Regions from separate parts of the Sus scrofa genome. Here regions 1 and 2 are each linked to region 3. Evidence: chromatin contacts called from public HiChIP or PLAC-seq data. All regions are on one chromosome and are shown on one strand. Each heading gives the region's core, a stretch centred on a gene start, on an enhancer-like site or on the middle of the called end of the contact. The rest is flanking DNA. Distances are from core to core; before and after follow the strand shown. Region 1 overlaps NCOR2 (nuclear receptor corepressor 2). Region 2 has its middle 56 kb from the start of NCOR2. Region 3 has its middle 140 kb from the start of SCARB1.

Region 1 (2,700 bases), core at 36-2,535, 250 kb after region 3:
CAGGCTGGTACCTTCCCCACCTCATAGAAGATGCAAGACACAACCCAGTGGGGTCCCTGGACGGGGCCAGCCCTTGTTGTCCTTCTTAGAGCCTGGAGATCAGAAGGATGACTTTTCCTGACCTCATCTTTCTGTGCTTCAGTTTCATTATCTGTTAAATGGGAATACTTCTTCTTTTTTTTTGCTTTTTAGGGCCCCATTTGTGGCATACGGAGGTTCCCCGGCTGGGGGGTTGAATCAGAGCTGTAGCCACTGGCCTGCACCACAGCCACAGCAACGCCGGATCCTTAATCCACTGAGCGAGGCCAGGTGTTGAACCTGCGTCCTCATGGATCCTAGCCCGATTCATTTCCACTGAGGTACGACGGGATCTCCCAAATGGGGATACTTCATATATCTGCCTCACTTCATGTTGTGTGTGCTTCAGGTATTAATAACATGCCTTGTGCTTGATGTTTGGCTCATAGTAGGTGCTTAAAAAAATGGCAGTCCTTCCAATAATAATTTGCCCCCTGATTTTCTGGCCTCCAGCCACACCCTGAGGCTGCTGCTCTCCGGGTTTTGGCTCAGCACAAAGGGGGCCGAGATCATGGCTTGTTCTTGGGTGGGCTGGGCCCAGGGCTCTAGGCGGAGCTAGTTCTAGGTGCCAGCTTGAGCCCACCTACATACCTACTCTGTGTTGTGGGGGCTGGGGACGGGGAGGCTGCCCCTCCTCCCTGCTGCAACACCTGAAGCCTGTACCTCGGATTCTGTTGTCAGCCACGTTCCTAAGGCTCTGGGTCACCCCCCCACTTAGTGAGTCTGGATTTGGGGTTCCCTGGGGAGCAGTTTCACTCTGATGACCGTGTCCTGCATGGCCCAGCCTGCCAGCCTGCACTGGTCCTGGATGGTCTCCGTGTTTGGCTGAGGTGGGGGCACCCAGCCTTTCCTGGGTGTCGGGCAGGACTTGGGTCTCCCACATGTGTGCCGTGGGCACCCCATTTTCCAGCCAACAGAGACTCCCTGCAGCCACCTTCTGCAGCTCTCTGTCCACCCTGTCTCCTGGCCAGCATGGCTGGCCAGGCCCTCCTGGTCCCAGGCTGGGGGCCTGGCCAAGATACAATGTCCGCCTTCACGGCCAGAGGCCCCGAGGTCCAGCCTGTTGAATTCGCAGCCACCCAGCCCTTTCTGCCATATGTTCCTGTTTTCCTAATAAGTCCCGGTTGTGAGTGGGGAGGGAGGCGGGGAGGCCCCAGGGCAGCTCAGAAAGAGTCACATGATTGTGAAATACAAGAATCCTAGAAAGGGTATCTCCCAGCGCCTCTATCTTGCCCTCCCCCCTCCCCCGAGCTGGCGGCACCAGCTCTGAGGTAATTGTAGACACCCAGCCAGTTTCCAAGGCGGAGGAAGGCCTCTCGGGCCTGGCAGTGTCGGCAGCTGGCAAGGAGCTGTGCCCGCCTCGGGCCACGAGGAGGGCGTTGGGCTGGGGGCTTTGGGGGGCAGGCGCCAGAGAACAGGGTGCGTTTGTTCGCATCGAAACTTGGCGGGCTTGCCAGGGCCTCTGCGGGGATGTTCAGGCCCTCTGTGTTTGTCACCAGCCTGGGGAGGGCTTGCAGGGGGACCCTGTCCCCTCCCACCCCCCAGGCCTGGACAGTCGTGCTGGCTTGGGCAGCTGCCTGCTGTTCCGAGAGGCCTCTATTTATAATCTGTTCCCTCTGTGTGTGTGTGTGTGTGTGTGTGTGTGTGTGTGTGTGTTAGGATTTTTTTCTGTTTTTAATTCCTCCTCTTCTCCATCACCCTGCAGAAGAAGGCCGAGGCTGCGCATCGGATTCTGGAAGGCCTGGGGCCCCAGGTGGAGCTGGTGAGCTGGGGGACGGGGTGGGGGGTTGGCTGGAGAGGTGGGCAGGGGCGGCAGGTGGGTGCGGAGGGAAGGAGGAAGTCTGGCTGTTGCCAGGCGCTGCCCTGTCTTCTGGAGGAGGCAGGAAATCCACCCTCCTGATGAGAGGGACTGGCAGATAGCGGCCGGTAGGTGGGCCAGGCCGTGCTGGGGGGAGGTAGTGGAGCAAAGACACTCCAGCTATACTCCCAACTCTGGCCAGTCAGGCTGCAAGATTGACACGTTGGAGTCCAACCCATTTGGTTTGGCTTAGTGTAGGAAGCCCATACTCTGGGCCAGATGATCTGAGTTCAACTCTGAGATCTGTTCCTTAATAGAGGAACAGATATGTGAGGAACTATGGGTCAGCGATAACAAACCCAACTAGTATCCATGAGGATACGGGTTTGATCCCTGACATCATTCAGTGGGTTAAGGACCTGGTGTTGCTGTGGCTGTGGTGTAGGCCAGCAGCTACAGCTCTGATTCAACCCCTAGCCGAGGAACTTCCATATACCGTGGAAGCAGCCCTAAAAAGACAAAAAAAAAAAAAAAAAAAAGCTGTGTGACCCTGAGCGGGCATCTTAACCTCTCTGTGCCTCAGTTTCCTCATCAGTAAACTAGGACTCATAGTAACACATATCTCATTGGGTCATAGTGACAATTAACTGTATTTATTTTTGTAAAGCACTGAACACAGTGCCTGATGGACAGTAAGTGCTGAGCGTTAGTTGTTATTATTATTAGTCATGTAGTCAGCGTCATTTTACTGACGGGAAGAGGTCATGTCAGCAGCAGAGCTGGGAAGCAGACCCGGCCTCTTCTCTCTCAGGCATCCGTCCCCT
Region 2 (2,700 bases), core at 181-2,680, 140 kb after region 3:
GGCAGCTCTGATCCTGCGGTGCTGTGGCTGTGGTGTAGGCTGGTAGCTGCAGCTCTGATATGACTCCTAGCCTGGAAACCTCCAGATGCCGAGGGTGTGGCCTTAAAAAGCAAGGAAAAAAATAGAAAGAACTTTCATATGGTTCTTTAAGCAGTCCCTATGGGATGTGGTCAAGGCAAATTGAGCATTTCACTCAAACCCCAACTCCCAGACACCCTCCTCCCCACCCCAGGCAACCTCTAGTGTCAATCTCTTACTCTCGTTCCTTGAATACACCAGGCGTGTGCCCACCCCAGGGCCCTTGCACTGGCTGTGTCCTCTGCATGCTCTGCTTTTGTCCAGAAACTGCATGGTTCACTCCCTCACCTCTGTTATGTCTTCCTTTCCTGACTTACTTTTTCTCAGGGCACAAACCACTTTCTAACACAGTGTATGATACATTTATTTAGTTTTCCTTGTGCATTTCTGCCTTCAGATCCTCTGCTCCGTGAGGGCAGGAACATCCCCTATCTCCCAGATCACTGCTGAATTCCCTGAGCCTAGCATGGGGCCTGGCACCCTGTAGGCACTCCTGAATTGCTAAATACATACTCTTCTGGAAGTAGCTGAGTTTTACTCCCCCTCACTCTTTTTGCACAAAAGGTACCCCACTGCACACCCAGGTCTGCACCTGCTTTTGTGCTAAACAATGTATCTTGGAGCTCTGCCCCTATCAGAACGCACAGCCTGTTCTGTGCTTGGCCACGGCTGCCGACTGTTCCATTGGAGGAATGCCCAGGCTCCACACAGCCAGCGCCACTGACGTCCACTCTGGCAGCCCTCTGGCCTCGGTGAGCCGGGCTGCGGGGACCCTCGTCCACCCAGGTTATCTCGCCTCAACACTTCTCTTTTCAAGTCTCACTGGCCCCTGAGAGCAAAGCCTCTGCTCTGAGAACAGATGTCCACTGGCAGGCAACCCCCCCCCCGCCCCCCGCCCCCAAGTGTAGCCCTGGGAGAAAGCGAGTTGTTTATCTTCAGAGATAATCAGGCCTATCAGACCAGGGCTTGATCTCCTTCTCTGCTTCCTTCTTTCTGAAATACACAGGGTGTCATAAATATAGGCACAGACATCAGAGGAAGCCAGGGGTGACAAGGCAGTTTTTTGCAGCAAAGGGGGGTGGGGTGGGGTGGGGGTGGGGCTCTGGGTGACATTCTCAGTGATATGAAGGACTGAAGGACTATGAGATTGGAGGGACTCTGGCTTCTCCTGTGCAGGGAAAGGAGCAGGATGTGGGCAGATCCTGTCCCTTCCAGAATCTTTTATGTCCTGAAATTTCACTTTTCTTTGAACACAAGGGTATTTTTTTCCTTTCCCTTTCAAAGGCTTTTAGTACCCAGGCGTTGCCATAACTTCATGTTTTGAGTGTCAGCTCCTCACTGGATGCCTGTTCCTGAGGGCTGGGCTTGATCTCCTGGGCTGTTCCATCTCACAGGACCCAGCATACAGTAGGCGCTTGCTGAAATGCAGAGTGAATGACCAAAGCTGGGATGCATTCATGGGAACCAGGCATTCCCTCCTCCTGCCCACACTTCTGGAAGAGGATGCCTTGTCCACTTAGGAAGTTTCTACCCACCCCCCGCTCCCCGCCACCCGACCCCTACACTTTGGGTCACTGAGTAGAAAACTGGCCCGGGAGCTAAGGCTTTGCAGGGGTCACAGACAAGCTGGCCCTGGCTGACTGTGGCCCACCCAGGCATTTGGTATTTGGCTTGGCTGTGCTTGTGTTTTAAACAGAGGGTGACTGTGAGTGCCTGGGGACAGGCGTGGGGGTGTGCCGCAGGCCCCACCCATCTCTATTACTCACCTCTCCTCCAGTCACAGGCCTGCTATTCCTGCCAGGCCCTGCGGGCTTTTGAGTTTGCCATCCCCTCTTCCCCTCCCCTTTATTGGTTTTTTTAGGGTCACACTCACAGCATATGAAAGTTCCCAGGCTAGGGGTGAATGGGAGCCATAGCTGCTGGCCTACATTACAGCCATAGCAACGCCAGATCCAAGCCGCATCTGCAACTTACTCCGCAGCTTGCAGCAACTCCAGATCCTTAACCCACTGAATGAGGCCAGGGATCAAACCTGCATCCTCATGGATACTAGCTGCGTTCTTAATCCGCTAAGCCACAACGGGAACTCTGCCATCCTCACTTCAAAGCATGACAAAATATGAAAAGTGTACGTAAGATCTCCTGGGTGTGCACTGTTCTGATGTGCACATGAGTCTTGCCCCTGGTGATGGATGTTGTCAGGGACATCTTTTGAGTTGTCACTGGCAGAGATCCTAAGAGGGAGGCGTTTCCTTTGTGGGTGCTCTGATGGCCTGGGGAGCCTGGGGAGCTCTTGAGGCGACTAGGGTCCAGGAGACTCAGGTCACCATGCCCCTGTAGCCTGAGTTCTGACTGTCTAGATGCCTGGCTGCTCCAGGCCTGCCCAGGGGGCACCATTTTGAGGCAAGCCCACTGGAGTGGCTGGAAGTTTGATCTGATGCCATGACTGCCCATAAGGACTCAGGGACCCTGAATGAGTATCTCCCAGTTGAGAGAGTTGGAAGGAAGCAAAGGTTCAGCTTTGAAATATCCCGGAAGAGTGAGCTCTAGAAAAACAGGCCAGCCATCCCCAGTTATTTCTGTATTCTCCAGGGCCAAGCCTAACCTCCACCTCCTTTTCTC
Region 3 (2,700 bases), core at 120-2,619:
GTGTATCTGTTAATCCCACACCCCTAATTTATCCTCTCCTCTTCCTTTCCCTTTTGGTAACCATAAATTTGTTTTCTATGTCTGGGAGTCTCTTTCTGTTTTATAAATAAGTTTATTTGTACCTTTTTTTTTTAGATTCCACATATAAGAGATATTATATAATATTTGTCTCTCTCTCTCTGTCTTACTTCACTTAGTATGATAATCTCTATGTCCATCCATGTTGCTGCAAATGGCATTATTTTGTTCTTTTTTATGGCTGAGTAGTATTCCAGTGTGTGTGTGTGAGCGCTGTCTCACATCTTCATCCCCTCATCTGTTGATGGGCATTTAATTTGTTTCTGTGTCTTGACTGTTGTGAGTAGTGCTTCAATGATGCATGGATATTTGCAAATTAGAGTTTTTGAGAGACAGCTTCTTAACTGCTCCACCTGCCTCCAGGGTTTCTGGAAAAAAGTACATCTTCTCTAACAAGAGCCCTCCTGGTCTAGTTTGACTCAATATCCAAATCAGAGCTGACTATGCCCAGGCCCTCCAACCATACGCACACGCAGCTTCGGGGCACACACACTGCCCCCCATACTCGTAGACTTTCCTTTCTTTTCCTTGCTTCTTTTTCACTTTGGAGTTTTTGTGCTCAGTGTACTGTCTACCTGGAACTGGCCTCCCCAAGCTCTTAGCACAGCTGCGTCCTTCTTACCTAGTTTTTGGCTCAGGTGTCAGCTGCACAGAGAGGCCTCATCTGGCTTCTTAGGCGGAAGAATCTAAGGCCTCTCCAGGCTCTCCTTGCATCCCAGCACAGAGGAGCATTATCTAAAATGACCGTTTGTTTTCTCGTTTGTTTTACCTCTTTCCCAGGAGAATATGAGTCTGCTAGTTGGGGGAATTTTGTTCCTAATGTTTTCTTGGAAACTCAAAGAAGAGTCAGGCATGCAGTTGGTTGTTAGTCAATCTTGGCCAAAGGAATGAACGTAACACACAGCATACACCTGTCAGGCGAGGTCCACACCCCCTGCAAACACAAACCCACTTGCACACACTTCACCAACTCCCCCAAGCCTACACAACTGCATATGTGGACAGACTCACACACAAACCTAGCTGGGCCCCCCTCACCTGAGAGGGAATGGGGGCGGGGGGGGAGTGGGCTGATATGTCTTGTTTCTGGTTGACCTTCCTCTTCAGAGCTGTGTTCTGGAATCGCTGAGATGTTTCCCACAGGGAAGTGAAAAAACAAAGAGTTTTGCAAGAGAGAAAGAGAGAGGACTGGCTGAGTGCCAGTGGCTGGTTGGGCTGGGGCGGGGGTCAAGGAGGATTTGAGCTGTCACCCAGTCCAGCCGCCAGCTCTGCTCCAGATATCTCAGTGTGACTTGGAGAGAGGGGGTCACAGACCCTCAGAAGGGCTTGGATCTGGGCTCATGTAACTCACCCTTTTGCTTCCAGCCATGCCCCACACTGGGCCCTCTTGAGGGCTCAGGGGATATTTGAGAAGTAAGTCTTAAAGTTTGAGATGAGGCCACCGGTTTTTGCCATGTCGCCTTGGGTGAATTCTCTCAGGTGAGCACCCAGACATTCCTAAAATGGCAGCTGATTCAGTTAAACAGTAATCTGTAAGCCAGGTGGGCCCTGATAGTCACCTTGCCAGCCACTGTTATGAGCTACCATGTCCCAGGAGATGAATCAGATAGGTCTAAGGAAATCCTATTTCTTGTTGATCTGAGGTGTGTGTGAGACCCAGTTCTAGCTAATGAGATGTTAGGGGACTCTGCTGGGGGCAGATGTCCCCCCTTAATAAGAGAGAAGTACATGAGAAGAAATCTCTTTCTGCCTCATCCTTCTTTCCTGCTTGGTTCACTGTTGTGTGAAGGAGTCACAGCAACCATTTTATGACTATGAGGTTGACCCATGTGACTATATAGCTGACCCACTGAGATTGTAGGGCAGAAATTTGGTAAGCTCCTAGGTTCTTGATTGCGGAGCTCAAATCATCCTGAAACTGATGCTTTCCAGACTTCTTACTATATGAGACCATTATGTTTCTTCATACCTATTACTTATAGCCCAAAGCATCCCAACTCATTCATAGACATTTTTATGTGGCCTTCTCTTCCCTGCCTCCTTCCCCCTCAACTAGGCAGTTCTAACTCAGTCTGCAGAGCTCAGCTCTAATGCCACTTCCTCAGAGGAGCCTGCCCTGATTCCCTCCCCTCAAGAGCAAATCATGTTTGCCTGCTTTGCGTCTCCCAGCATCACATGCCTTTGAAACCCCTGCAGCTGAACAATTGATAAATGTCAATTGCATACACCACAAGATTGGGCTTGCTTTCACTCATAGCTGTGCCTCACACAGTGCCTGGGGTTTTGTGAATGCTCAGAAAATATTCAAATGCATGAGTGAACGTTCTGGAGATCTTGAAGATCTTGAAGATCTCATTGTCCAAAATCATGATGAGATACCATGGCACACCAATTAGAATGACTAAAATTTAAAAAGACTGACAATGGAAAAGGGTTGATGAAGCTATGGAGGCCCTGGAATTCTCATACACAGCTGGAATGAATGCAAAATGGTGCAGCTGCTTTGGAAAACAGTTTGGGGGTTTCTAAAGAGGTAAAATATATACCTGCCATAGGACCAAAAAATCCCATTCCTGGGTATTTTCCTAAGGGAAATGAAAGTGTATGTTCAGACAGAGACTT

The links. HiChIP or PLAC-seq counts read pairs in DNA pulled down with a chosen protein or histone mark.
Region 1: a contact with region 3 is called in an H3K27ac HiChIP or PLAC-seq map of alveolar macrophages. The contact joins two enhancer-like sites. A contact is called at or near these places in 2 of 2 datasets of contacts at active chromatin or transcription factors (alveolar macrophages and skeletal muscle).
Region 2: an H3K27ac HiChIP or PLAC-seq map of alveolar macrophages shows a contact between it and region 3. The contact joins two enhancer-like sites. A contact is called at or near these places in 2 of 2 datasets of contacts at active chromatin or transcription factors (alveolar macrophages and skeletal muscle).

The regions. Positions count from the first base shown.
Region 1 is chr14:28,690,371-28,693,070 of Sscrofa11.1, forward strand. NCOR2 (nuclear receptor corepressor 2) reads left to right here. Exons shown (of 49, transcript NM_001044576.1): 8 at 1,784-1,840. Among named protein-coding and RNA genes, the nearest start is that of NCOR2, 49 kb to the left of the region's middle. Within about 2 kb of position 1,286, at least 46 of the 83 cell types and tissues checked have an H3K27ac peak or open chromatin away from gene starts, as enhancers often do. A contact at or near this core is called in alveolar macrophages, where this site is marked.
Region 2 is chr14:28,585,146-28,587,845 of Sscrofa11.1, forward strand. No RefSeq gene overlaps it. Among named protein-coding and RNA genes, the nearest start is that of NCOR2, 56 kb to the right of the region's middle. Within about 2 kb of position 1,431, at least 32 of the 83 cell types and tissues checked have an H3K27ac peak or open chromatin away from gene starts, as enhancers often do. A contact at or near this core is called in alveolar macrophages, where this site is marked.
Region 3 is chr14:28,442,207-28,444,906 of Sscrofa11.1, forward strand. No RefSeq gene overlaps it. Among named protein-coding and RNA genes, the nearest start is that of SCARB1, 140 kb to the left of the region's middle. Within about 2 kb of position 1,370, at least 8 of the 83 cell types and tissues checked have an H3K27ac peak or open chromatin away from gene starts, as enhancers often do. A contact at or near this core is called in alveolar macrophages, where this site is marked.